Linked DNA regions of Rattus norvegicus: all the other regions are linked to region 1. Evidence: chromatin contacts called from public Hi-C data. All regions are on one chromosome and are shown on one strand. The core of a region is the stretch at or near the end of the contact, and the rest is flanking DNA. Distances in the headings are between cores, read along the strand shown.

Region 1 (4,562 bases), core at 1,322-3,821:
CAATGTCCACACTGCTCACTAGAACACTTAAGCAGAGGCTGAAGGCACCATATAGAAAGTCCAACTGCCTGGGGCTGCCACGTTCTGAGGAAGCCCAAACCTTGGCCCTTATTGGTTATGGTAGTTAGTTTTGATTGACAACTTGATATGACTAGAATTACCTGAGAAAGGAGTCTCAATGAACAATTGTCTAGATCAGGTTGGCCTATGTGTGAGCCACTGTGGGTGACACCATTCCCTAGAAAGTAGGGGGTGGGGTAAGCTAAGCAAGATGAACATTCATTCACTGCTCTCTGCTTTTGACTGTGGACTGATGTGACCAGACAGTTGCTTCGAGTTCCTACTTCCTTGGCTTCCCTGCAGCGATGAACTGTAACCTGGAACTGTGAGCCAGGTAAACCTTTCTCCCTTAAGTTGCTTTCGTTGTGACATTTCATATCAGCAACAGGAAATAAAACTAAAACAATGGAGAAATGAGAGGAAAGTACCAGAGGTCTAAAGGAGATGAAAAGACCCAGCTCACCCCCATTCTTACAGACTTCACTATTCCAGCCCCTCCTCCACCCACACTATATGCGAGACCAGCCCCTGGGACCCTCCCTAAACCCTTCAAGAAACTGTGAGAAATAACACCATCCCTGCTTTTCCAGAATCTTTGCTATGAATCAATAATTAAGCCGGACACTGATTTCCCTGCCGATTGCAACTTCAGAAAAAAGAGCTGGAAGAATTCTGGTGTCCTTCCATTCTTCAGGGCTGTCAGTGGTAGATACAGAGGAATAAATACAGGAATAAATACAAAAAAATTAGTATCGACACAAAAGCTTAAACTGAAGATGTCGAGCATAAGCCTAGTTCCTTCCTGAGCTTTCCTTTCCAGTAAAAAGCAAGATTGGGACAACCATGTTCTTGGGAGTGGGCAAGGGCTCAAAACCAACAGGATCCCCTGGCTTCCCTGGGCACACAGGGAGCTCTGGCTGCTTGAGCAGATCCACCATTCTCTAGCATCTGTTCCCTGTCTTGGCTCCAGTGGGAGAGAAAGCAGATGAGCCTACCCAGGGATTAGCTCACAGGATCAAAGGAAAAGAAGAGACACAGTACAGCCACTCTCCTCTGGAAAGGCTGGGGACACACATGGATCACTGCCATCTGAGCTCCTCCTTTGGGTTGAGCACCTGTGAAGGTCCCTGACTCTGGGGGACTCTCAGGATCTTCTGTGAGTACCCGTTCACTCAGAGCATCACTATGGGCATGAGTTCTCCCAACAGGGCAGAGCAATGGAGAACAAAGGCTTTGGCTCTAATGAAAGCTGGGATTCTGATCAGGGGTGTGCAAGCGGTGTGTTTTTAACAACTTAGTAAGTTGTCTTTGCCCCTGTTTTTTTTACCTGTAAAACAGCAGTAAGAACAGCACGGGACTTTGTAAGGGTTCATGCAGCTGAGCGACACTCCTGCCACATACACAGGTGATAGTACGTGCTGTTATTTACAGAGTAATGGTTTCAGTAACATTATTCCTGCTGCTCATTATTTGACTTCTTCTGATTGTTTTAGACAGTCTTATTATGCACTCCAGGCTCTCAAACCCTGGATCCTCATGCTGCAAACTCTCAGATGCCGAGACTACAGGCATTGCTGGTCTGTGCCACCACAGCAGACCAGAGCAGTTAATAGTACGTGAGAACTATTGTTTAGAAAATTAATGAATGGTAGCTATTAACTATTTTTAAAATAGATGACTGGTTTTTTTTTCTTTTAAGAATTCAGTGTGTGTGGGTGTGGGTGTGTATGTGAGTGTGCTTGTGGTATGTGAGTGTACATATGTGTGAGTATGTATGAGTGTGTGTATGTGAGTGTGCACGTGAGTGTACATGTGGTGTGAGAATGCTTGTGTGTATGTGTAAGTGTGTTTATGTGTGTGAGTGTGTATGGGAGTGTGCACATGAATATGTGTGTGAGAGTGTGAGTGTGTATGTGTGTGTGAGTCTGTGTGTATGTGAATGTGCACACGAATGTAATTGTGCAAGTATGGGAACACACTTGTGGGAGTCAGAGGAAGACTTGTGGCTGTCAGTTCCCTCCTACCATGTGGGTACTGGGGATCGAACTCAAGTCATTAGTCTTAGCAGCAGACGCCTTCAACTGGTGAGCTGGTCCAATGGCTGCAGTTTGTTTTGTTTTTTTAATATTTCAGCAATACAGCCTACTTTTAAAACCGTGTAAATAAAACAGAATGGGGAGGAGAAAGGGCCACCAACAGCATCAAGTGTGAGACTCTTCCTGGGAACAGCTGTGCCTCTAGGCAGACAGATGAATCCGGGTGGCCTTTGATGTCTCTCGAAGCAGAGTATTCCGATGAGTCCTGGCCTCCCCAGAGCGTTTTCATCATCCCTAATTTGGAATCTGCTGCAGAAGCCATTATCAGCAACTTGGAGCATGCTTCCCAGAACAGCAGTTAGAAACCCAAATAAATGCTCTCCTTTCCCAAATGCTTGACTCGGGAATGCGAGCCCCTGAGTCACAGCTCTTGACTTCAGGGTGACCTGGCCTTTGAGGTACTGACCCGAGGCTTACCACCTGACCCTACATCACTTGTGTTCCTGGCAACTGGCCATCTTCTCTGTGTAGACAAGGCTCCTTCCTCCCACAGGGGCAGCCATGAGGATTTCATAACACACAGGGCTCAGCTGGTGGCACACGGAGATCTTAAACACAATGGAGTCAAAGATGCCAGCAACTGTTGCCACTCACTCCTTTGAAACGGTTTCTGAAAAATGTTGCAAGCCTGGCTGAGAAAAGGCAAATAGAGCCCTTCTGAATCAGTTTGGCAAGCCAAGCCTGACAGGAGATAAATGTGCTGTAAGCACATTTAGCAGCAACAGGAGAAAACCACAGGTAGTTGATAGGCACAACAGAGGAGCCTCTTCTGCTACAGAGCCCTTCCTGGAGAACACCTGCTCCCCAACTGACCTCTCCTAGGTCAGACCCTTCTAGGCCCTTGACTGGGATGAGGTAACACACTGTTGAATCCTAATGCTGTTCATGACTGAGCTGGTTCTCAAGTGGGCTGCTGTCCACCTTCATCTTTATAGTGATATTTGACCCCACTGGTTCTCTGGTCTTATTTCTGGTATTCCGATCTCTATGAGTAAGGAAAGGAACTGCATATCCAATGGCCCTTCAGAGACGTCAGCAGAAAAACTGGGCACGATGCTCAGTTGCTCTGGTAATGAAACAGATGCACATAAAATCAGCACTGTTGCGTCTACACCAGCGTCGGTAGACACGGCACAAGAGTGAAGCACTTGCTATGCAAGCACGAGGCTCTGAGCTCAGCATCCATGTAATAGCCTCGTATGACAGTACCATTCTAATAACCCCAGAGCTGGTGGAGGAATAAAGAAAGGAGGATGCTGGGGGCTAACTGGCCAATCAGCTTATCCAAAATGGTTAGCAAGTTCAGTGAGAGATGCCGTCTCAAAAATACAGTGGAAATAGAGGGACACACGATGTCTACCTTGGGCCTCCAGCTAGGCAAGTGCACTTGCATGGGCATGAGCACATGAGTGGGTACATGCGCGTACACACACACACACACACACACACACACACACACACATGCTTTAAACAAGAAATTAAAGTGGAAGGCCCCACCCTTTGGTGGGTCTTCAAAAGGCATCCGAAGAAAAGGCTCATTCACACACTTTCATGATGGGAACCTCACTGCCTGTCCATCCAGGAGGCAGCTGCATTTATCTGAACTTGAACTTAAGTCCGTCCACCTCGTGATCTGTCTTCCAGGACTTCACCCCAGTGACTAAGCCTCACGCGTAAGCTTTGTAATGTCATGGTTCTCGGCGGTAAGCTCTGAGAAGTGACCACTGGACGGGTGTGTGTGTGTGTGTGTGTGTGTGTGTAGGGGTGCACATGCATGGCAAAGCCATCAAACCTTCCTGTCACATGCCCAGCTACAGAAGATAACAAAATATGACCAGCAAAGTAAAAATCTAATGCTGCCTCACGGTTTGGAAGGAGTCACATGAAGATGGCAATGGATTCACATCTTGGAGGCTGGACAGGTTCATTTTTAATCTTTGTATCTAAATTTTCTATATTCTCCACGTGATAAGAAAGTATGGTATGTTAATAAAAAAAAAAAGAATCATAGTGACCAATCTTAATTCAGGCTCAAGAAAGGCCTGAGTGGACACTGAAGCCTGGGCTGCCAGTTTGGGTCGGTTGCTTAGGCTGCCAGGAAGATGGACAAAACCCAGGGATGCTGCAGGACAAATGTGCAGAACGGTCCTTCTTGTCCTTTAGATGACAAGGTACAGGGTTGGGGATTTAGCTCAGCGGTAGAGCGCTTGCTTAGCAGGCGCAAGGCCCTGGGTTCGATCCCCAGCTCCGGAAAAAACAAAACAAAAAAAAAAAAAAATGACAAGGTACTGCACAGGTTGGAGCACACAATCAAGGTCAGGATCTATCTGCTAGAAGCTTCTATTTCACCTTTGCCTTACTACCCTCTCCCTCACCGCCTAAGTCAAAGGCCCACACACGTCTTGC
Region 2 (4,562 bases), core at 608-3,107, 130 kb before region 1:
CTTTGATGTGCTTGCCTGGGGTTGACCCGATCCATCCCTCCAGGTTGAACTCTCAGCTTAGTAAACAACAGCTTGCCACCCACATCCACTGACTATTCCACTCCAGGCTTAAACCGAAGTCCTTCCTTAGAGACCCAGTGTCTCCCTCGTGGCTGTGACTATCATGCCATAAACATCAGTTCAGGCCTCCTCCCTTCCTCATGCAAAGTGTGGTGAGTGAAGCAGCTCTTCCTCTGCAGTACTCTGCAGTCCTGCCCCTCTCCATGTTCTCGACTCCTCTTCCTTTCTAGCCAAGTGTGTCCCAAATCTTTCTGACAGTTTTTCTTGTTGCCCTTGAAGGCTCAGTCATGGCTTCCCCTTAACAAAAATTCCTGAGAGCCCTGCTAAGTTCAAGGATGCAGTCTGAGCTCCATAGGGCTATGGCTGGGCAGTGCCACAACTAGTGTGGTCCCTGTCTGCACCACTTTATCGACATCCTGTTTTCCTCTGCCTCCTGCCTCACATCAGTGTCTCACACGGTGCGTAATCCTCACTAGACCCTGGGTCTCACCTTCATCCAAAGGTCCTGCCTAGCTCACCTCAGTGTACCCCACTCATTGCCCTCTTCAGAAGCTGATTTCCTCATGTCTCTGGAGTCAGCCATCTGGAAGCTCGTTTACAGTGCTGTACTATGGTGACATCCATCTTCTCCTCTGGTTCATGACTTTAAATATTGGGGGACGTCAATATTGTGTCTTTTTCATCTCTACAGCCCTCAGTAAAGGTTCCACGCATAGTCTTGCTTGCTGCACAGATTAACTGATGGATGGATGAATAGATAGTTTTGTGAAAATTTGCTCTCTAGCCCTATCTCCTCAGATTGTCACAGCCCCTGGCCAGCCACAGCTTTGACTGGCCCCTCTGTCTCTCATTCACAGACTGATGCCTGGCCACAGCCTCTGCAAGGGGTTTCTCTGGTCTTTCCTGTTATGAGACATGAGATCCCTTTCTGAGGCTGTGTCTCTGTCCCCTGACCAGGCTACCTCATCTTCCTGTGGTGTCTCTCATCCTGTCTTTGGTCCAAAGCAGACTGCTATGTGTAGCTGTTCAAATCTCCTGTAGGATTTAGATCACTTTCTGAGCAGTTCATTGGAATCCCAGGCTGAGCTGGGATCCCATCCAACACTGGGATGCTAGTGCACACTGTGGTAATCTAACCTGACTGTCCTTCCCAGGGTGCTGACGCATACCATGGTGATCTAACCTGCCCCTCCTTCTCTCTTGAATAGATTCCATGAAAGAAAGAGAAGCAGAAGCTGAAATGAAGGACATGGAGAATTGTGTCTTTTTCCTTTGATAAGCTCCACTTTGCAATAAAGATCTTCCCCTTCCTGTACGCTCTCGTATTGTCTGGTTTGGAATACAGCATCACTAAGTATCCAATTTCAGATTAGAGCATCACTAAGTATCCAGTTTCAGATGAGAAACTGATGTCATGAGGAGGAGGATGGGATGGAGGCTCACAGAATAACTATGTTTCAAGTGTTTTCAGCTAATGTACAACAGATATTAATGTCCTGTTAAAAGCAAGCAGGCTCAAGCAGCCTGTTATCTTTCTTTTTAAGTCATCATGGTACCTTTTAGGGCAGGAACACTATCCCATATGATAGAGACAAGGTGATACATAACACCATTTGTTCCTTAAACTGTAGAGAATGGATGAGACCACACACACCCATGCAGTGGGATGTAACTGACCACACAGCAGCCCTGGGTCATCAAGTGGAGCAAAAGCTGACATAATAGTGCAAGCTGCTAACAACAGAGAAAGACCTTTGGTGGGAGAACAGGTTACTTTGTACTTTGTGTTCTGTGTTTCTGTACACATAGAACCACCCTAGGAATAAAGTTCAGTGGACTGGGGAGATGGCTCAGTGGGTAAGATTGATCAATGCCCATGGGAACCTGAGTTTGAATCTCTAGATCCCATCTACTAAAGAAAAACCACGGCCACACATGCCTGTAAAGCTTCCGGTTCAGTGAGAGACGCTGCCTCAAGGAAATAAAGCAGGGAGTGAGGAAACCGGACAGTTGATGTCTTCCTCTGCCTTCTGCATACACATGGTTTTTACTAATAAAAATATTGGTCCAGTGGCTAAAGAGAAAGATACATTGCAATCAACCACTGTCCCTAGAGGAGTACCCCACACTACTGCTTTCCTTTGGATTACTTGGTCTAATAAATCAGCTACAGAATGAAATATCCTTCAAAGTAGGCATTGTCAAAAACACCCCCCCACCCCGCAAGCGAATAGGGCTCATCCCCAAATCCACCTGTTTTGTGGAGGACACCATTTGTGAGTCATTTGTGTCTGTGTGTGTGCAGTGTGTGCACACAGGCATGAGTTTGTGTGTGTGTGTGTGTGTGTGTTTGTGTGTGTGTGTGTGTGTAAAACCATGAAATGGCATTCGTTCTAAGAGTTTAGCATATTGGCACAGCAGTGCTTGGGTGACCCTTAAGAAGCTGAAACAGGAGAATTAAAAGTTTGAGACCAGCTTGGCTTTGTGGTGAGACCTAGTCTCAAAGATGGAGTTGCTTGTGCCAGCCATCTGAAAACAGTTAAAAGAGTTAAAAGTCAAGGTGTTCTGAAGAAGTGGTTCTTATGTGCAGGTACCTGGCACAGACGAAATGTGCTTTGGACTTGGCCCCAATCTGTATTCTGTCGCGGTATTTGTTCCAGACACAGACGCACTGTACTAAAGACGGAAGGATTAAGACAAGGTGTTGGGAATGGCGCTGGTCTGGAAGCGATGAAGCTAATCTAGTGATACACGTGCGTCTCAACCTTTGGCTAACAAACTGGAATGGGGGCCCTTTAAGGAACTGGAGTTTCTCCCAGGATTCCCACACTGAGGAAGAGAAAAGGCTGAAGCCTGGGACCAACCAAAAAGAATTCCCTTCTGGAAAGAGAATTCTCACCCCCTTGGACGTTCATATTTTCATTTTGTTTTGTTTTGTTGTTTGTATTTTAGGTTTCATTGTCTTCCCAATGAGGAAGACTGGTCTTACCCATTTTTTAATTTAAAGAAAAATTTGGGGAAAATTTCCTTTATTAACATTGTCTTCACATTATTTCCTACCCCCCTTCTTCCCTTCAACTGTTCCCATGACCTCCCTACCATCTCAAGTTCACAACCTCTTCGTCTTTAATTATTATTGTCATATGAGCAATTTAGTGCTGCTCCCATGGGTATGTGTTTAGACCAGTTGGTACTGGATAACCTAATAGCAGCCTCATCCCTGGAGAAGTCTGATTCTCTCTAACCATTAATTAATTGCCTATAGATCTTCATCCGTAGGGTGCCCCATGAGGTTTCTCCATCCACATTGGCGTGTCAACTGATGTCACTGTGCAGGTCTTGTTTAGACAACTACATTATTAAAATTTCCTGGGCACAGCTTCTCCATGACATATTAAAAACACTATCTCACAGCAGACATCTTGGGCTCTTAAAATTGTCCCACCTCTCCTCATCAAAGCTTCCTGAGCCTTGGGTGCAGGGCTTGGGTAGATATGCCAGTCCTCCTATTGGTAGATATATCAATAGGGGTTGGGCACCCTGCAGTCTTGGCATTTTGATCATTTATAGCTTTCTGTGATGGTCTCCATTTGCTACAATAAGAAGCTTTTTTGATGAAGAGAGAGCTATATTTACCCGTGTCTTATGAGTGTCTTAGTTAGGGTTTTATTGCTGTGAACAGACACCATGGCCAAGGCAACTTTTATAAAGGACAACATCTAATTGGGGCTGGCTTACAGGTTCAGAGGTTCAGTCCATTATCATCAAGACAGGAGCGTGGCAGCATCCAGGCAGGTGTGGCACAGGAGGAGCTGAGAGTTCTGCATCTTGTTCCGTAGGCAACAGGAGAACACTGGCTTCCAGGCAGCTAGGTCGAGGGTCTTAAAACCCACACCCACGGTGACATGCTTCCTCCAAAAAGGCCACAGCTACTCCGACAAGGCCACACCTCCAAACAGTGCCACTCCTTAGGCCAAGCATATTCAAACCACCACCATGAGGATAAGTTTTAGAAGGTAGTCTGATTTTACAGGCATGTTCCTGCTTCATTTAGAATGTTTAACCAACGTGCATAAATCATAAACTCTCTTCTGCCTTTACAGTGGAATCCAGTCACTCCCTTTGCCTCAGTAAACTCGCATACTGTGGGCCCACCAGAGACGTTATCCGTAAACATCTCTGTCGGGCACCTGTGATTTCCAATACGGTCAAAATAAGCTAAAACACTGCACACAATTTAGTTATGAATCTACATATTTTTGTAATTTCCCAACCTTTGAATTCACTGGGAGAAGAGAGCAGTGAACGCACACTGGTGTGAAATGGGTGGTCCTTGTTCAGCAATTGTCGTTTGGCACTGGAGAAAGGTGAAGGTGGGTGCGCACTGTAATTGTGAGCCTATCTGTGCCTTGGGAGAGTAAGATACATACGGTACCCGCACGCCTAAATACACAGCAGTGTATCCCAGGCCTTCTTAAAGGTTAGCTTTGCTACAAGCATTC
Region 3 (4,562 bases), core at 797-3,296, 80 kb before region 1:
CTCTCTCTGTATCTCTGTGTATGTGGGTATATCTATGTGTCTGTAGGTGTGTCTCTGTAAATATGTGTATGTGTGTCTGTCTGTCTCTGTGTGTAGGTGTGTCTATGTCTATGTGTTTGTGTGTGGGGGGGTGTCTGTCTGCCTGCCTGTCTGCCTGTCTGTCTGCCTGCCTGTCTGCCTGTCTGCCTGCCTGCCTGTCTGCCTGCCTGCCTGTCTGCCTGTCTGCCTGTCTGCCTGTCTGCCTGTCTGCCTGTCTGCCTGTCTGCCTGTCTGCCTGCCTGCCTGTCTGCCTGTCTGCCTGTCTGCCTGTCTGCCTGCCTGCCTGCCTGCCTGCCTGCCTGCCTGTCTGTCTGTCTGCCTGTGTAGGTATGGGGGTGCAGAGGACAGCTCTGGGTTTGGTTCTCCTGGAACTGTCCACCTTGCTCTCATTGCCCCTCACACTCCTGTCGATTGTCAAGGAGGCTGGGCAGGCTGGCCAGTAAGCCCAAGTATGTCTCTGCCTTCCAGCTTTGGGATCAAAGTTGTATGGCTGCTTCAGATGTGGGCACTGAAGATTGAGCTCCAGTCCTAAAACGTGCCTGATAAACAGTCTACTTTCTGAACTATCTCCCCAACCCCCAGCTGGGGTTCCCTGGTGGTTTTATGTGACCCACAAGATGAACTTGTAGCTCCTTCTCCTGGTGACTTTCACCCTGGCCTCTGGGAGTTCAGCAGTGTGTGACACAAGTCCTCCTTCCTCTTTGCTGGCCCCTCGTGCCGTCTGCCCTGGAAAGACTCTCTGAATAATTTGCCTGCTTTACATCCTGTTCTGTTCAGGTATTGTCAAAGGGAAATCATCACCACTGTAGTAAAAGTAAATTTCCTGGATCTAATTAAGAAACCCTCTGTCTCCTCAAAGACACACACAAAACCTATTTGATTGTTTCATGCTAAGTGAAGCCCTAGCCCTGACCTCTCTCCAAGCATTTCTACCTCACGCATCTGGTTTTGACTTCATACGTATAAATGACTTGATTTTAACAAAAGGACTCAAAGGAGGGCCCGCCGGCATGGTTCTGACTAGGACTTGTTATCTGAGCTGGTTTTCCACATCTGTGTTTACCAACGCATTTCTGTCTCCCCTCGTCTCTCAAGGATTCTCCAGGGAGGTTGATTATAAAGTGTTCCGGCTCCTCTCTTTCCGTGGTCTAGCTCCAGGCCTTGATAAAATGTGAGCTGGGTATCCAAAGAGACCCACGAGGAATAGTGGGACAAAGAACTGGCTTCACCATAAGGCCTTCCAGTCGCCGTATATGTACCTGCAATTGCAAGGGCCACCTCCCCTGTCAGACATAGGCAACCCACTACTTAGGGACCACCATACTGTGAGAGGCCCACCCAAAAGATGCAATGTCTTTTAACATCAGGAGGGAGAAAGGAGGTGTTAGGGCCAAAGGCATTTTAATTATTTTTTCTCCCACATTAAAAACAAGAGGAAGCATTTAGGGGCTAGCATTTGCCATCCTGAGGTTCTGGTGAGTTGGGGTTCTAGCCTATAAACTCAGAGGGGGACTATGGAGGCTTTTAAACCTGTTATGTTGAGGGGAATCCATGAAGAAGGGCATACAAAAGCCACCCCTGTGGCCTTACTGAAAGTTTGCTCATTTGATTGTATAAAAGAGATTGGGAAAGAGTTCCCCAAGAAGAAATTTCGGGGTGTCATTTGAATCTCTGACAAGGACCCCGAAGCCTCGCAAACTCCGTCTTCTCCCCTGTTGGTGCTCGAGTCTCAACAACACATGGAACCTACAAACTACGTCACCTCGAATCTTCATTCACTTTCGCCTTAAGAGTCTTCATTCTCTGCCAAGCTCTAAAAAGGGAAACTGTAGCCACTGGACTCCCTCAGCAAACCGTATATCCTTTCCTACAGTCCAAAGAGCTGACCTAGCCTCTGCTGAACACGTCAAAGAGGACGCCTGCCAATGTGTTTTCCATGGCCCTGTGGCTGACGGGAGGCAGCTGGAAGCAGCTGGATGACTCAGGAGAGGCACTGGCCCAGAACTTGACTAAGCCAGGACAGAGGAGACCACATCCTGTCTCATATTTCTGCTTCTCATTAACTGGAGGCTGTGTATTCAGAGCTCCATAGACATTAATCACATCCCCAAACACCCGGGGGGGACCTTTTAACACCGAGGCGGAGTATGTGTCCCACAAGGTCACCAGAAGTCATTTTGAAAGTCAATGGCACAGAGAGAGAGAGCCAGGGTCATACTGCCTGGTGATCCAGACAAGAGGTGGCCCCAAAGGTTAAGGTTGGGTGCAAGGGGACTATGGAGTCACCTTTGCCAAGGAGAGCATGAATTGGGTTTCTTCATTTGGTTCCTGATATCTATGTGCATTCTCTCACAGACCTTAGGGACTGGGAAAGAATCAAAGGAGTGACTGTTTGCAAAATGTTGCTACTTACAATGCCTCACTCCCTCTGTATAGGGGCCACTCTCAGGCTTGCTGATGACTTAGAAAGTAGCTTCGAATGACAGTGTCTCACTGAGAGAACCCTTGTGGAGCTGCTGCCTTATAGAAACGGCAATCAAGTTCCACCGTTGGTTGGAGTGAGTTCTCCATTCCCCGCAGAGAATCCGGCTGCTGGACTTAAGTGATCAAAGCCATCCCATGAGGTGGAGGCCTTGCAGAATGACTAGCAATGTCTTCAGGATCGTTTCCACTTAAGTCCGGCACTGTGGGAATCAGTAGGGTCACCCAGACCCGGGGGCTGCACTGGCAACGGCCCCTGGGAATGAGCTGTTCAGAACGAATGATTAAACCCAAGTCAATAATTAACTGGGGCTCTGTGAGGCATTTGCAAGGCATCTAACCACAAACTGCACACGCTGCTGGGACCCTGAGATGACTGGCTCTGATACAGAGATCAAAGGCACAGGAAGTCATAACTCCTGGTGCTACTTGTCAAACATGTCAGGCTGGAACAGTCTTCTTCCTGAAAACCTCTTTCTGCTGTGTTCCTGCCCCCACAGGCAAGGGGGAGCTTCATGATTTAGGGGAGAATCCTCCCTCACAACCCAGTCTGAAGAAACTCATGTGAGGGGTGTTTGCTTAAAATAAGTCTATTTGTTCTCTCGGAAGTGAAGTGTAACCCAATCATCTGGTTAATCATCTACATAAGCAAGTTTCAGATGAACTGAAGATAATCTGAATTAGGTCTATAGAGCGAGCTGGGAAGAGGCTAAGGGGTCACTCCCCAGCTTCCTAACTCTAACCTCAAGCTTTTCTTTACTGAATCTCCACATCAGGGCCTTGCTCATTTATGAGGAGTGCTCCCAGGCCCTTCAGACCCTTTTCTCTCTCCCAAGAGCCACCTTCCCAAGAGGGTCCTAGCCAGGAAGGTTCCACCCCTTGAAAGCATGTTCCACAACTGACTTCTCGCAGAGACAAGTTCCCAGGGAAAGAGCTGGGAACACACTTCCTTCTGCCCTCTCTGGGGCCTGTTTGAAATCCCTGTCTGTCTAGTTTCTGAGCTTTCAAAGGTGTAACCTATGGAGGGCCGAGGGAGGAGAGGTGACTCTGCTCCCCACCTTTCGTCTACTGTTGAGTCTTTTTCCTGAGCCATCAGTAGACTTAGTTTATCCCTTCCTAGTGAAGCCTCACCCATTTCTCTCCACAGCCTCGAAACTCTCTCCTCTCTCTTTCCCTAAGCTCTATGGTTTTCAGGGGTGTTATGGTGAGTCCTTGGAAGCCAAAGACAACAGAAAATTAAGGGGAGTGATGACAGAAAGTTTGCTGAACCCTAGAATGCTGTACCCATGAGGAGGAGGCTCTTCCTGCTTGGTTCACTGCTCACTGAAGTTCCACAATGTTCTGCGTGAAGTTCAGAGTGAACTAGCTAGCCACGGTGAGGCGGACACCTCTTCACACCTTAAGGCTGATTCCCAAAGCATGTCAGTGACAGCTTTCAGCCACGCTCCATGTGGCACAATACACTAGTCACAGGCTTCAGTGGTGTCCGCCAGCAACCCGATTCAATGACTCAGGAGAGTGTGAGCCATTTCCACACAGAAGGAGTTTCGAAGGCTGTTTTACAATGCTATTCACTCCTGCTATATCAGAGTCGCTTGGCTTCCCCCAAAGCACTGAGAACCATAGTCAGGCAAAAAGTCCCTTCTCACTGGGAGCACAGGCAGCTGAGCCCTTCCGGAAGTGTTCCTTTGCCATCAGTAAGTGTGTGCTCATCAAGGAATGAGCAGTGTGCGTGGGTTAAGAAGGATGAAGATTATCCCGGGCCAATGCACAGCTTGGAAACAAATCAGTGGGGCTGGCAGGAAAGCTCCACGAAGAAAATTCAAGCTAGGAATGAGATCAGTGATTCTCTTCTCATTCTGGGCCAATAACCTTCACTCCATTCTCCTGTAACCCAGAGATCTGCTTCTAGGTGTATGGGGCGATAATAAGAGATCCCAAGATGGGATGGCTAGATTACAAAGAATAACTGCCACGATCCTCTGCTCTGTGTGTGTGTGTGTGTGTGTGTGTGTGTGTATTTTCATGTGTGTAGTTACATG

Evidence for each region. A called contact is a pair of places that touch in the nucleus more often than the background predicts.
Region 2: a contact with region 1 is called in a Hi-C map of the A7r5 cell line, with 2.1 times the contacts expected there. The contact joins two enhancer-like sites. A contact is called at or near these places in 3 of 12 Hi-C or Micro-C datasets (the A7r5 cell line, frontal cortex and mammary epithelial cells).
Region 3: a contact with region 1 is called in a Hi-C map of the A7r5 cell line, with 1.9 times the contacts expected there. The contact joins two enhancer-like sites. A contact is called at or near these places in 2 of 12 Hi-C or Micro-C datasets (the A7r5 cell line and the Rat2 cell line).

Annotation. Positions count from the first base shown.
Region 1 is chr9:96,598,595-96,603,156 of GRCr8, forward strand. No RefSeq gene overlaps it. Among named protein-coding and RNA genes, the nearest start is that of Spp2, 150 kb to the left of the region's middle. Within about 2 kb of position 2,572, at least 7 of the 93 cell types and tissues checked have an H3K27ac peak or open chromatin away from gene starts, as enhancers often do. A contact at or near this core is called in the A7r5 cell line, where this site is marked.
Region 2 is chr9:96,473,079-96,477,640 of GRCr8, forward strand. It overlaps Spp2 (secreted phosphoprotein 2), which reads left to right. Exons shown (of 8, transcript NM_053577.1): 8 at 1,269-1,375. Among named protein-coding and RNA genes, the nearest start is that of Spp2, 20 kb to the left of the region's middle. Within about 2 kb of position 1,858, at least 3 of the 93 cell types and tissues checked have an H3K27ac peak or open chromatin away from gene starts, as enhancers often do. A contact at or near this core is called in the A7r5 cell line, where this site is marked.
Region 3 is chr9:96,518,750-96,523,311 of GRCr8, forward strand. The region is part of intron 1 of LOC102554187 (a long non-coding RNA gene); the gene reads right to left. Among named protein-coding and RNA genes, the nearest start is that of Spp2, 66 kb to the left of the region's middle. Within about 2 kb of position 2,047, at least 23 of the 93 cell types and tissues checked have an H3K27ac peak or open chromatin away from gene starts, as enhancers often do. A contact at or near this core is called in the A7r5 cell line, where this site is marked.